Linked DNA regions of Drosophila melanogaster: all the other regions are linked to region 1. A link is a contact called in public Hi-C data. All regions are on one chromosome and are shown on one strand. Each heading gives the region's core, a stretch centred on a gene start, on an enhancer-like site or on the middle of the called end of the contact. The rest is flanking DNA. Distances are from core to core; before and after follow the strand shown.

The links. A called contact is a pair of places that touch in the nucleus more often than the background predicts.
Region 2: a contact with region 1 is called in a Hi-C map of the Kc167 cell line, with 3 times the contacts expected there. The contact joins the promoter of ND-49 here to the promoter of myo in region 1. A contact is called at or near these places in 33 of 107 Hi-C or Micro-C datasets (the Clone 8 cell line, the D17-c3 cell line, the Kc167 cell line and 10 more).
Region 3: a contact with region 1 is called in a Hi-C map of the Kc167 cell line, with 5 times the contacts expected there. The contact joins the promoter of Eph here to the promoter of myo in region 1. A contact is called at or near these places in 45 of 107 Hi-C or Micro-C datasets (the Clone 8 cell line, the D17-c3 cell line, the Kc167 cell line and 18 more) and 1 of 6 datasets of contacts at active chromatin or transcription factors (the Kc167 cell line).

Annotation. Positions count from the first base shown.
Region 1 is chr4:694,371-698,353 of dm6, reverse strand. myo (myoglianin) reads left to right here and starts at 2,299. Exons shown (of 5, transcript NM_166788.2): 1 at 2,299-2,657; 2 at 3,017-3,140; 3 at 3,938-3,983. The coding sequence starts at 3,965. ey (eyeless) reads right to left here and starts at 665. Exons shown (of 8, transcript NM_166789.2): 1 at 471-665.
Region 2 is chr4:569,890-573,872 of dm6, reverse strand. ND-49 (NADH dehydrogenase (ubiquinone) 49 kDa subunit) reads left to right here and starts at 2,319. Exons shown (of 7, transcript NM_001272135.1): 1 at 2,319-2,338; 2 at 3,092-3,269; 3 at 3,340-3,464; 4 at 3,530-3,639; 5 at 3,697-3,898. The coding sequence starts at 3,178. Ephrin (ephrin,) reads right to left here and starts at 2,118. Exons shown (of 5, transcript NM_166771.2): 1 at 1,702-2,118; 2 at 1-260. The coding sequence starts at 124.
Region 3 is chr4:608,474-612,456 of dm6, reverse strand. It overlaps Eph (Eph receptor tyrosine kinase), which reads right to left and starts at 1,773. Exons shown (of 14, transcript NM_166776.4): 1 at 1,561-1,773; 2 at 802-1,172; 3 at 651-730. The coding sequence starts at 1,054.

The sequences.
Region 1 (3,983 bases), core at 1,050-3,549:
TCACAGATGTCATTACTCGGTATATATAACTATTTCCTTTTAAGAGCGTTGTCCCTTTTTTAGAAATGTGCTTGTAAGACTTCATTCTGCAACTTTCTCTCTTAAACACGGTGGCGATCGGAGAACATCTTATGGCCTCACCGAGTGAGTGGCAAGCCAAAGGGCATTACATATAATTTTAAAAAAAAACGGTATATTCCGAATGGGTGCAATGTATGACACAAAATAAAAATATTAGAGTTTCTCTTCTAATATTTTAAATTAAATTTCTGACCTTTTAAATGACCGTCGTCACTTTTTGGTTAAACCAATTCGAAATTAATTACGGTCAAAAGCCTTATTAAAAAACTTTCGGATCATAATTATTTCGACTAATATATGTACTACCTGCAATAATAAGAGGGCTTTTGGGAAAAATTCACACAGATGGGTTTAGTTAGTAGGGAATAATATTTACAAAATATACATACATATTTATATTACGAATGGTCGCACATGTATCCTGATTCTTTTATTAGATATTGATTGTCACACATTTTCTTCGATTTTCGGATGGGGGAAAAACAGTATGTGATTAAACACTAAAACGAACGTTCGTACAATATTGTTTATGCAATATTGTTTATATTTTCTGTGTATTTTGGTATTTTGTAGTATCGATTGGACTTCAGCACGCATCTGCTCGTATCAGGATGGCAACTCTCGGCGTGTAAAAATACAAACGGCAACTCTTAACATATATAGAAATCGATATGGCAACCCAATACCAGTGATTGCGTAGAGAATACGTTATTTTCAAAAATTCGATGCAGTAAATAAATAAATTCACAGATATAAGAATGATAATTTAGCAGACCTAAAGAATCGGTCCATTAATGAGCTATTAATAGTTCAACTAATCTACTCGTTGAAAATGTTGTGAAAAATATTTGAAAGCCAACTAAAGCGTTTCCTATTGTTAAACCATTGCAGAGCGTATAGTGATTTCTGTCAGAAAATTGCAACGTAGTGGAAATAATAGAAAAAAAATTATAAATTCTTGTTTTTGATCAGGAAGTATTTTAGTTCTGTATTTATCGGTTGAATGCGTGATCGCCATTTTCGTAATATTAGGTTTATCGCACGATTACCATCTATATGTGCGTAGATGAAGGAAAATTGACGCACTTGTTGAAATTATTTTATTTAAATCTTTATTATAACCAAAAAAAAATCGTAAATTGTTAACCACAATGGAAAAAATAAGTAGCTTACAATCCATCCAATAAATAATCTCTTATCAGTTACTTTGTTGATACATAAAAGAAGTCTTCTCCATTTGAATTGCTATTCTTAAGTAAAACAACAGAATTGCTGATACAAAGCAATAAAAATAAGTTAGTACAGTGTGAACACCTATCGTTTTCTTCCATATCGATAGGAAACTCATAAATGTATGTGTGGAAAGGCTTAAACATCTGTACGGGCGTCGATATATCGACAGCTAATCTGGAAAACACTAGACATCGCGGTAATTGTCCCTACCCTTTTTATGGAGTTCCCAGATTGCCTTCTTACACAACCATATTAATGGGCAATAATTATATAAGAAGACTGCGGAACAAAGGGGACCCGCACGAATATGTACTTGATTTAATATAAGTTTCTTTTATACACATAAAATTATTTTTGCATACTTATGTAAGTGCGTTGGGTACTTTTTATTAATTCCAGAGTAACGACATTTTTGCCGTTAATTTAAAACACGAAATGTTAGGACAAGAATGCGGAACTTCGGTTAAATTTTAAAAATTCCTTTGTATCAATATAGTCATTCCAGTAGTACAAATTAATACGCATGTAATTTTTGTTGTATAATAGCACTCAATTTTGTGTAATAAAAAAAAACAACTAGGGAACCAAAATTATAGAGACAAATCAAATCCTGCTAATAAAAATATATCTTATATAGTTTCTTCGGGTCTATTTGAAATCTTTGAAATGTAAAAATGTCTACACTCATAACTTATAAGAGTTAAAACGGCTTAAGGATTAAATTGATTTACAATAGAAAGTGATTATTAGCGACAGTGGAAATATAAATAAAATGTTTTCTAGAATTGTAAAAAAAAAAGTAGGAGTATATTCAATAAATATTTCATTTTAATATAATGCTATTTTGCTCGATAAAAATGTTAATATGAATTAAAGTTTACTCTTGCAATGCGTTTCAGCAGATACATTTTTAAAAGCGGCCTGTTATGCCAACTAAAACGAAATTGCCGGTGAGCCGTATGTATCCGATCGCATCTGATCAGCTGCTTTCAGTTCTACTTCGTCGCTCAATCGCACAGCAGTACAGAATCTCTGCGGGTTTTCAAATATTGGTTCTCTATGAGAAATAAATTATTATTATTTAGTGCGCAATTGAATACACAATTTTTTCAAACTATGTGTTTTTGGACAATGAATAATAAATTTAACAAAAGCGGATTGCAAAAGAATAATGTTCGAAACCGTAGGCCCACTGTTACTTCAATATAAAACATTTAATAATATATACTATACATATATTAAAACACACAATTGCCTAGTTTCAAAATAGATTTTGGTTGTACAAGTGTATAAAAATAAAATAAATACCGATAGATAAGTATATATCTACTTATGTACAATTGGTAGGTGTTTAAAAAGTTTGTTATCGCTAAATGTACATAACTTTGTACATACACAGCTTTAAAAATGTACATATGTGCTTATATGCATGCTATTTATTCTGTATGTATGTATAATTTACGTATGTACATACATATGATATATCTCATTTACGTTGTTCTGCTTGTAAAAGGGGAATAATGCACTTTCAGCGATGAACTGAAGTTCAAGAGCACAATAATTTATTATGTTTATAAATGGTTTTAATTGAATACAATAGTGGTCATAAAGAGGACTCATGTGAAACGTTTATGAACGGGCTTTGCATATGTGCATGTACATATGTAGCTTGAACTAACTTTTACGACTGTGTGCACATTAGGGTGGTCATTTTCTGCTGGCGCATCGCGCTTCCAAGGCGGATCAAACAATGCAGATATGATTTTTAATTTTTAAAAATCATTATATCCGGTGCTGCAGGATTTTATACTTCTACTATATTCAAAGTAAGTTTTTTCGTAGCCTGAAACAAGTTTTTGAAGGTTATTATTCCGTTATTCCGAGTTTTAGAATATTCACGAGCACACAAATCAAGTGACGATCGCAGCCTCACCGTGCCGATTTGTGACGAAAAATGGTTTTACAATTGTCAGTGTTTTTTCCTAAGCTTTATAGCCATAGAGCCATTTTTCCCTATGGCAGGTATATAAGTGTATGGTCGTCTGATTTTGATCGATTAAAAACCTAAATTATATATTTTCAAAAAAATGTGCATACTGAAGAAGAACTCTTTTTATTTGAAAACAACGAGTCTATAATTTTTTTCAACAGTTAGCTATATGATATGATCGTCAAAAGTCTATCAATTTAAAACCGAAATATTATATTGTCCAAATTTTGCCAATAATTTTAATATTTTTGAAGTTAGAGATCGTCAGTGGCGTAAGCTATTCAATTTTTTTTTTTTTTTTTTTTTGTATTGACTCGCGAAGGGGAATCATTGACTTCCGTGCTAATGCTTTAATAGGGTTTAAAGGGGTGCGCTCTTCTTTTTTCTCTGCACAGCTGTTTAAGGTATTACCTTGGGAATCCGACTTAATCGAATACAGCAGGGGATTATCTAACAGCTTGTATTTCGCGATTTGATTTTTAAAAAAATTGTAAAATAAGGCCAACAAGAGCCAAGTTGATTGGATGACAAGATCACCAGCCGCTGTCTCCAAAAATAAATAATAATTATTATTTTTATTTTTTCTTATTTTAAAATATATCAAGTATATTTATAAATACAAGTCCTTTTCAGCATTCATCAACGGTTTGATCAAAAATCATGCTGGCCAACTCATGCT
Region 2 (3,983 bases), core at 1,070-3,569, 120 kb after region 1:
CTTTACTGGTAGTTAAGCGCCTCTTACATGCCAACATGCTCCGACGTTGACAACTGTCATGAATCTGAGACTTTGACTGGGTCCAGGAAACAGTAAGACGCAGTTGCTTTGATCGTTCTTGCATACCGCCAGCAATGTTTTCGATGTTAGATCGTTAGTAGCTTTCTTGCTAAATGCATACAATAAACCTCCGAAATAAGAATATGTTGACTGGCTACATCTACATCTGTGTCATTCCGCACCAAAGTGTCTTGCTCCATCTGCAATCAATAAAATAACAATTTTTACAACAAAACGCTGTAGCCGTGTACGAATTCTGGGCATAAAAAAAAAACACTGAAACTGCAGTGTAACTTGTAACATGATTTTCTCACTTTGGACGGTATAGTTACGAAGCGCACCAACAGACTAAAGACTACTATGCGGTTTGGTTGTTTACTTTACCCTTTAAAAGATTTCTTATAAATGAGTAAATTATATGTAGTGCGTTATAAAGTCAGGTGCAATTTAATTTTTGATGACAATAGTTAAATAATACAACTTTTGTGCATATATATCACTATATAAATATATATGCATATATAGGAACAATCCGAAAAAATTAAATTGAAAAGGCCGTTAAATTATTGTTTCTTTTTCATCTGTGATTTAGGTCTAGTATTCTTTTTAACGTAGACTTAGTTTTCACCTCTTCAAGATTAAATTTTGATACTGAAAATGAAATTGATATAATACCTAGGGTTCTTAGAAAATTTAACCCGACTTTTTTAGAGCGGAATTATACTTTTCAATTTATCTCGTCAAAAAGTTTACTAGGCAGTTAAAAAAGAAACAATACTTTAACGGCATTCTTTTTCGACCCGTATATGTATATGAACTACAAAATAAAAGGATTTCAACCTTCAATTCGAAGGTCGTTTGGCAAACGGAAAGAAAGACAAAAAATATATCGACATGGCTGTGTAAACTGATCAAGAATATGTGTTCTTCTATTGACATTTCCTCCTTTACTTCGTTGACAATCCTGACTGAAATTAGTTTACCCATTGCAAAATCTAACTACATATTATATCTACTCATTCTAAGCTTTGAGATCATTACGCGTTAACATTTTAATGTAACAGTAGCATATTATGCGTATTTATATTTTTATGTAAAGTTTATACAAGTTGATCTTTAAAACAAACAGCCTAAGACTGAGGGATCCTGTTTGCGCCGCGTTCGGCGGCAGTCGGCGAAATAAGCAGCTGTTAATGCTGATCAACAATATTTATATGTTGACTACCGCCACCTGACAGATTACGAGATTTTTAAAAGTACTTCGCTTTAACTTTGGAAACCGCCTAATTGATTTGATTCGACCCTGATTGATCAAAAATACTTATTTAACAGGCCGGCAAACCAATTATCAATTTAAGTGGGATACTACATTTTAATACATGTATGGTACATTTTCTATACAAACAGGGTTGGTAATGGCTTGGCGAAATATTAATATATTTTTTAACATTCATAGTCATAAACAATCAACATGGCATAAGATCAACAATATATAGCGGATCTGCAGTTCTTGACATTCAATTTATAACGGAACAATCAATATATTTCTTAAAAATTGTATGTTTAAGTGATAAAACATCCCAACAGCATTATACAATTACATATGTATGTATACACCAAAAGACATTTCTGTATACATACACAGTGACGACACACTCTCCGAGGAGACAGAAGAAACTCTATATATACACAAACATCTTACTCTCGGGGAAACATTCTTATTCGATACGATTAACAATCCGGTACAAATATGTTGGTATAACATAGTTGACATATAAAAACACAAAATATACATATATGCCCATAACACCGTCTTCCTTTTTTGGTACATCTTTTTCAAAATTACATTTTCACATGATTAAAAATTGTTCCAAACAGGTTTTTGTCTGAAGAGAAATACTCGAAAACAGCTCATTTAAATTAGTTTTTTCTACACTTGGACTACATACAAGAATTATTTATATAAATACTGTAGAGCTAGAGCTATAAAAAAAACTTGTTTAGAGCTGGAACAAAAAACGATGTTTACTTTAACTTTCGATGTATAAAGAAACTTAAGGGCATCGATAATTTTACAAATCAATCGATAGCGATTTTTTTCCAAAGGCCCGTATAATCTTATAATATAAGTCAAATGGTTTGGTTTTTTTTTTTTTTTTTGAATTTAACATATGCGAATTTCTACTATAAGTAATATTCACAGTAAAAACCATACCATATTGATAGGAAACTGTCTTATAAAGATTTTATTTGACATTTGTTGTAGCAGAACCATTATGTAAGTTCCTAGTAAATTTTTTAGCTAGGCTTAAGCACTATTTTATGTTTTAAGAATAATTTTATAATTATTAAAATTTATCTATTACCCGTGTCGAACCTATTTTGATTGGTGTAAGAAGTTTGAAACCCAGTGAAAGAGTTAAGAATTTGAAGTAAATATATATATGGTCAGTATCAAGAGCCGAGTCAGCACTACCGTCTGTCCGATCATCCGTTTTTACGTTACTATCTCTTAGCACCGGTTCTTGACTGCATAAAATTTTTGTTCAAGTTAAAAGAGTTTTCATAATTTTGTTTTCTTAAGTTTAGTCATCGGACGAAAAGTCCAGAAATCAATTGTTAATTAAAGAATTTAAATAGTTTCGTTGTTTTTAGTCATTAAATGTCCACATTCGCTCTGCTGAGATACTGCTAAGATATATAAGTTTAGCCTTGCAGAAGCTATCATTATTATCTCTAGTAATTATATTTTTATAGTGCTCCATTAACGCAAAATTCGCTTCATTGGGATGATGTAAAATTCAGGTCTTCGAAAAATTAATTGCAATTATTGTTTATAACATTATATAAAGATAAATAAAAACTTGGGTAAACGAGCAGGATGACAAAGTGTGTAATATATATAAGGGAATTTATGTGTTTTGCACTTCATTTTCATGAAGCAACAACCTGCGATATATTATTGGTGTAAATAGTATATAAGCTGTACGAGATTCGGTGTTTAAAGTAATTTTCGATATTTTTTGGATAGAATTCCGATTGCGGATAACTATTTGGTTGTATTAGATTCCTGAATTGTTACTAAAGAAACATAAATAGAGGAATTTGACTATCAGGATGGCCAATATAATGAGAAGAACGTTGATTCCTGGACTTTCACACTTGAGGCTGCGGCCACAACTTGTTGCAGCTGGATCGGCCGCGTTAACGTAAATAGTAAATGCTTACATAATTCGAATATATCATTTATATTTGTCCAATTGGAAACTCGTTGTTTAGTTCTCAGGAGACGCGACGGGGAGCAGCCAAGTGGTATCCAGACCCTGAGTTCATGAAGCAGTTTAGCGGCCCGGTGATGTATCCAGACGAGGTCACATCACTTTGGACAGTGCCACCATGGAACAGTTAGTTGGTAACCCAATATTAAACTGACCCTTGAACTAATCGCTTGACTTACCTCCTCTACTAGGCAAAGTAACGCCTGTCGAAAAGTCGGTGCGTAATCTGACCTTGAACTTCGGCCCACAACATCCCGCCGCCCACGGAGTCCTTCGTCTTGTGCTGGAGCTGGATGGAGAGGTTTAAGCTGTTAATCGACCACAGGTCTTGTGTAAATTAAAACCTCTGTTATTGCAGACCGTTATGCGTGCCGATCCGCATATTGGGCTGCTGCACCGTGGGACCGAAAAGCTCATAGAGTACAAGACATACACCCAGGCATTGCCGTATTTTGACCGGCTGGACTACGTCTCGATGATGTGCAACGAGCAATGCTACTCTCTGGCTGTAGAAAAACTCCTTAATATTGATGTGCCTCTCCGTGCTAAGTACATTCGAAGTAAGAATACAAAGTAATTTTCTCTTGCTCTTGACTTTGTAGTCATTAAGAAGATTTCAATAGTTTCGCTTTTTTAATATATGTA
Region 3 (3,983 bases), core at 524-3,023, 85 kb after region 1:
GAGCAATTTTGGCCGTCACTAAAAAAGTGGCTGCATAGTGCCAAACCAATGTATGGCCGTTACGCATCTTGTTATTCTAGTGTCTTTGGTTATACTGAAAAAGACATTTTATGATTAGAAACGACGAAACGATGAATTCTTTTCAAATGTTTTAAATAAATTTCCCAAACGTTTCTATGGCAGCTGAAGAATGTTAGTCATCTGCTTCGGATCAAAGTAAACATTATTCCAAATGTTGTGTATACCAAATAAAAACACATGATTATATCAGCGTTTAAAAAACTGTGGTAAGTTCATTTCACATGAATTTGATTCTGCTTCTGAGAAAATTAAAAGTCGAAGACAAAGGTTCTTTTGAGCGGCAAGCGAAGAGTTCTGGAAGTCGTTGGCAGTCGCAGCAGCATAAGCATATTTACATATTAAAAACGTTCAAAATTAAATGATTTTCAATTAGAAAAAAGAGCACATATAAAGAAATCTATATAAAATCTTTAAGAATTTGTACACAATCGAATTGACATAGAATAAATTGAATATAAATATCTTATTACTACTATCTTATTATTGTCGACGTAAGTTTAACTACAAACAAACGTTTGTTTTTTAAATAAAAATTGAAAATAAGAGCAACAATAACATATAATGCGTACCCCTGGTGTTTGGGCTTGAGGTCCATATGGATACCTGGTCCACTCTAATGTAGCTTCTCGAGTTGTATCCAATAGAACAACTGCAGATATTCGTGAGCATTAAAAAGATATCATTTACTGTTAAGTCTTAATATTGTTAAGCAGTACGTACCCTGATCTGCATGTGCCAATTTAAAGTGAATTGAAATTATAATAAGCAGTATTGTCCTTAATAATGACATTCTCGAAACAATTTGAGATCTGTTTTGCTCGCTAATTGGAGCTTGATTTTTGTAAAACGCAGACTTGAGGGCGCTTATAGCATCATTTAGTACGGAAGTTAGAATGGTTACGGAAGAAGTTTTACTTTTAATACCATCATATTTCACCTTTTTGTCATTTGGGTGGCACCCAACCATTTTCATTTTGTTGGGATCGTTTTCGAACAGTTTTATTTTTGATTTGGGTTGTACGCACTCTGATGCGGATTTACCAATGTCAATAGCATTATTTGTGTTTGTGGGTCCAGTTTAAAATCCAAGACTAAAAAATAAATTGATTAGCTTTAATGCACTTTGTATAAGCATGAATGTGATTAATGTATAAATAATTTGGAAGGATCTGTTCCTGTTCGGTATTCACTGGCATATGTGCATATCCATATATACAAGGAAGCGTATACACATATGAGCCTGCATTTTCCGACGCTGCTATATACATACATACGACCATACATGTTATACATATTTACACAAAATGACAGTGTGTATGTATTCTTGTTAAGGGACGCTAGCTTCGATTTAAACATTACATTTCACGGATGATTACTGTTATCAATTCAAGATGTTATGGCTTTGGAACACAAGATATTTGAACGGATTTTATTATTTTATTTGTACATTTTGTCATTTAGGACCACTTTTATTGATACCTTTACAGCCGACTACTACTATGGAAGTCTCGTTTTAATTTTAAAGTGGTTCTTTTACGACCACAAAATCCCTTGTAGATTTTCTATTGATACTTGGTAAAGACCAGAGTATCATTTTCAGTCTTTTTTCTTTATTTTTTATTTTTTAAATTCACTTATACTCAGCAATTCTGTTAAAACAACTGGTATCGATAACTTTTATAACGTCATTAAAATCCATGAAAACAAATTTTCTTTAAAAAAAATAAGTTAAAATAGCATCGACGAAATACCACAAATTCGGAATAATGAAATTGGTACAAAATGAGCTAACAGCATAAACTGATGTTCTTGTTTTATGTTTTATACGAATTATTGACACTTGGCCTTTAATTAATATAGAACGAGAATAATATTCATTAAAAGTGATTGTCTCTCTACTGAAAATTTAAACGAAATATTAAAAAAAAGGCGTTACCAATACTTTTAATATCTTGCTTGATAATCGTAATAATCTGACATTCATATATGTATATGCATATGTATATGTAATCGTTGCATATCTACTGATCACTAAACGATTCGATTGCTTACTTTTTTTTGTGAAAGCCGTTATAGTAGCTCTAATGATTAATGATAATTTAATTTTCCATTTAATAAAGGTAGTTCGGGAAAGAATCCATAGGAAACCAAAACGGACCATTAATGAAAATAAAGACAACACTTGGAAAGCTTAAAAACATCAACGTTTGCATCGTTGTCCATAAAGCTTTTAAAGGGTAGGCAAACCAATGGAGTTTTAAAGTAAAATGGTTTTTAAGCCAAAAAGAATAAATAAATATTTTTTTTAATTTAAAAGCTGGAATTGTTTTTCCACCGGCTTGCTTATGTTTTTTAGTTTTTTTTTTCTCACGTCCTATTTCAAAAAGTACATACATATGTACCAATATAGTTTTAATAGGTGAGCAAACGAAATTATTTACTTTTAAGAGCGGACAAACAATAAACATTTATTTTAATGGCTGTGCCAACGATAAAAACAATTTTTAAAGGGTAGACAAACGATTAAAACTATTTTTAGAGGGTGGACAAACTTGTTTTATTGATACTATTTATATAAAGATCTGGAAAAAAGTTGCATTCTCTAATAAAACTTATGGGATATATTTTCTAAATTATACCTGTTTTAAGTGTGTGCAAGCGATGCCATTGGAGTAAAAAATATATTTAAAGAAAGTCAATAAAGAAAAAGATTTTCGAAAGTATTTAAATTTTTAAATTGTCAGGAGAGTTGAACCACTACGTATTTCTACACTTCTGCACACACTAAGCTAAAATAAAAAAAGTGCGGAAACTGTCGAAGAAACCTCACAGCAGTCTACAGAGAATATCTACCCAGAATATAATATGATACCCAGATACCAACGCCCTAAGACAAGGTATCATGCAAAGCAGCGAACTAAAAGTCAATGTGCCAACTTATGGCAAACCTTATTCAATAATAATAATAATATCGTGTATAAGATTATGTTTGTGACATGCCAACTATGTTTCACGGCGTAAACCTGAAATACCAATACCGCCGTCATGTTATTTGAAAGCGCACCTTATCAGCTTTAACATTCAAATACGTTATACGTTACGAACACTACTTTAATTAATGGTTTTCTACGAGCAAATTACAATAAGATAACGGCAACCATTGCATCTGTCTGCTGTCCACTTCAAAATCATGGACTTCTACAATTTACAACAAATTAAGTAATCCCCACAACACAAAAGTGAGTCCTTGTGAGTCCATATATAACGTGCAACAACATGGAGTACATTTACATTTACCAGAAAGTACTAAATTCAATGCATTTTGCCGGAACAGAATATCTTTCGCAATCAGAAAACTGCAAAATTGCTATAAAAACCACCTGGCTTAAATACAAACATTCAAATTTGTTGAAGAGAGTGTAACAGACAGAAGTTAAATTTAAATTCTTGTTGATGGTTCTGAATTCGCTGAGTCGATCTTGCCATGTCCGTCCGTATGAACGTTGAGATCTCAGGAACAATTCTAGTTAAACAGTTGATATTAAGCATGCAACTTTCAGATACATACATCGATGCAGCGCAAGTGTCCAGAAGGGATATTAAAAGTTTCTTGAGCGCTAATGACAACGATTTTCTAAAAATTTAGGTGCAACTCGTTTCATTTTAAATGTGTATTTTAAATCAATTTTAGGATTATGTTTAGACCCCAATTGGCCAGTTTGAACCATATTCGAAAAGTATGCTTGCAAAACGGATTATGAATGTAGATATGCAGGATATGTAAGAAAAATGTTAAGCCTTGTCAAAATAATGCGAAATATAATAATGCGGATATTCTATAAACTGGCAGTATTTAAGCGTCGGTGTCCGAAACACAGTTATATTTTAAGTGCGAAAAGAAT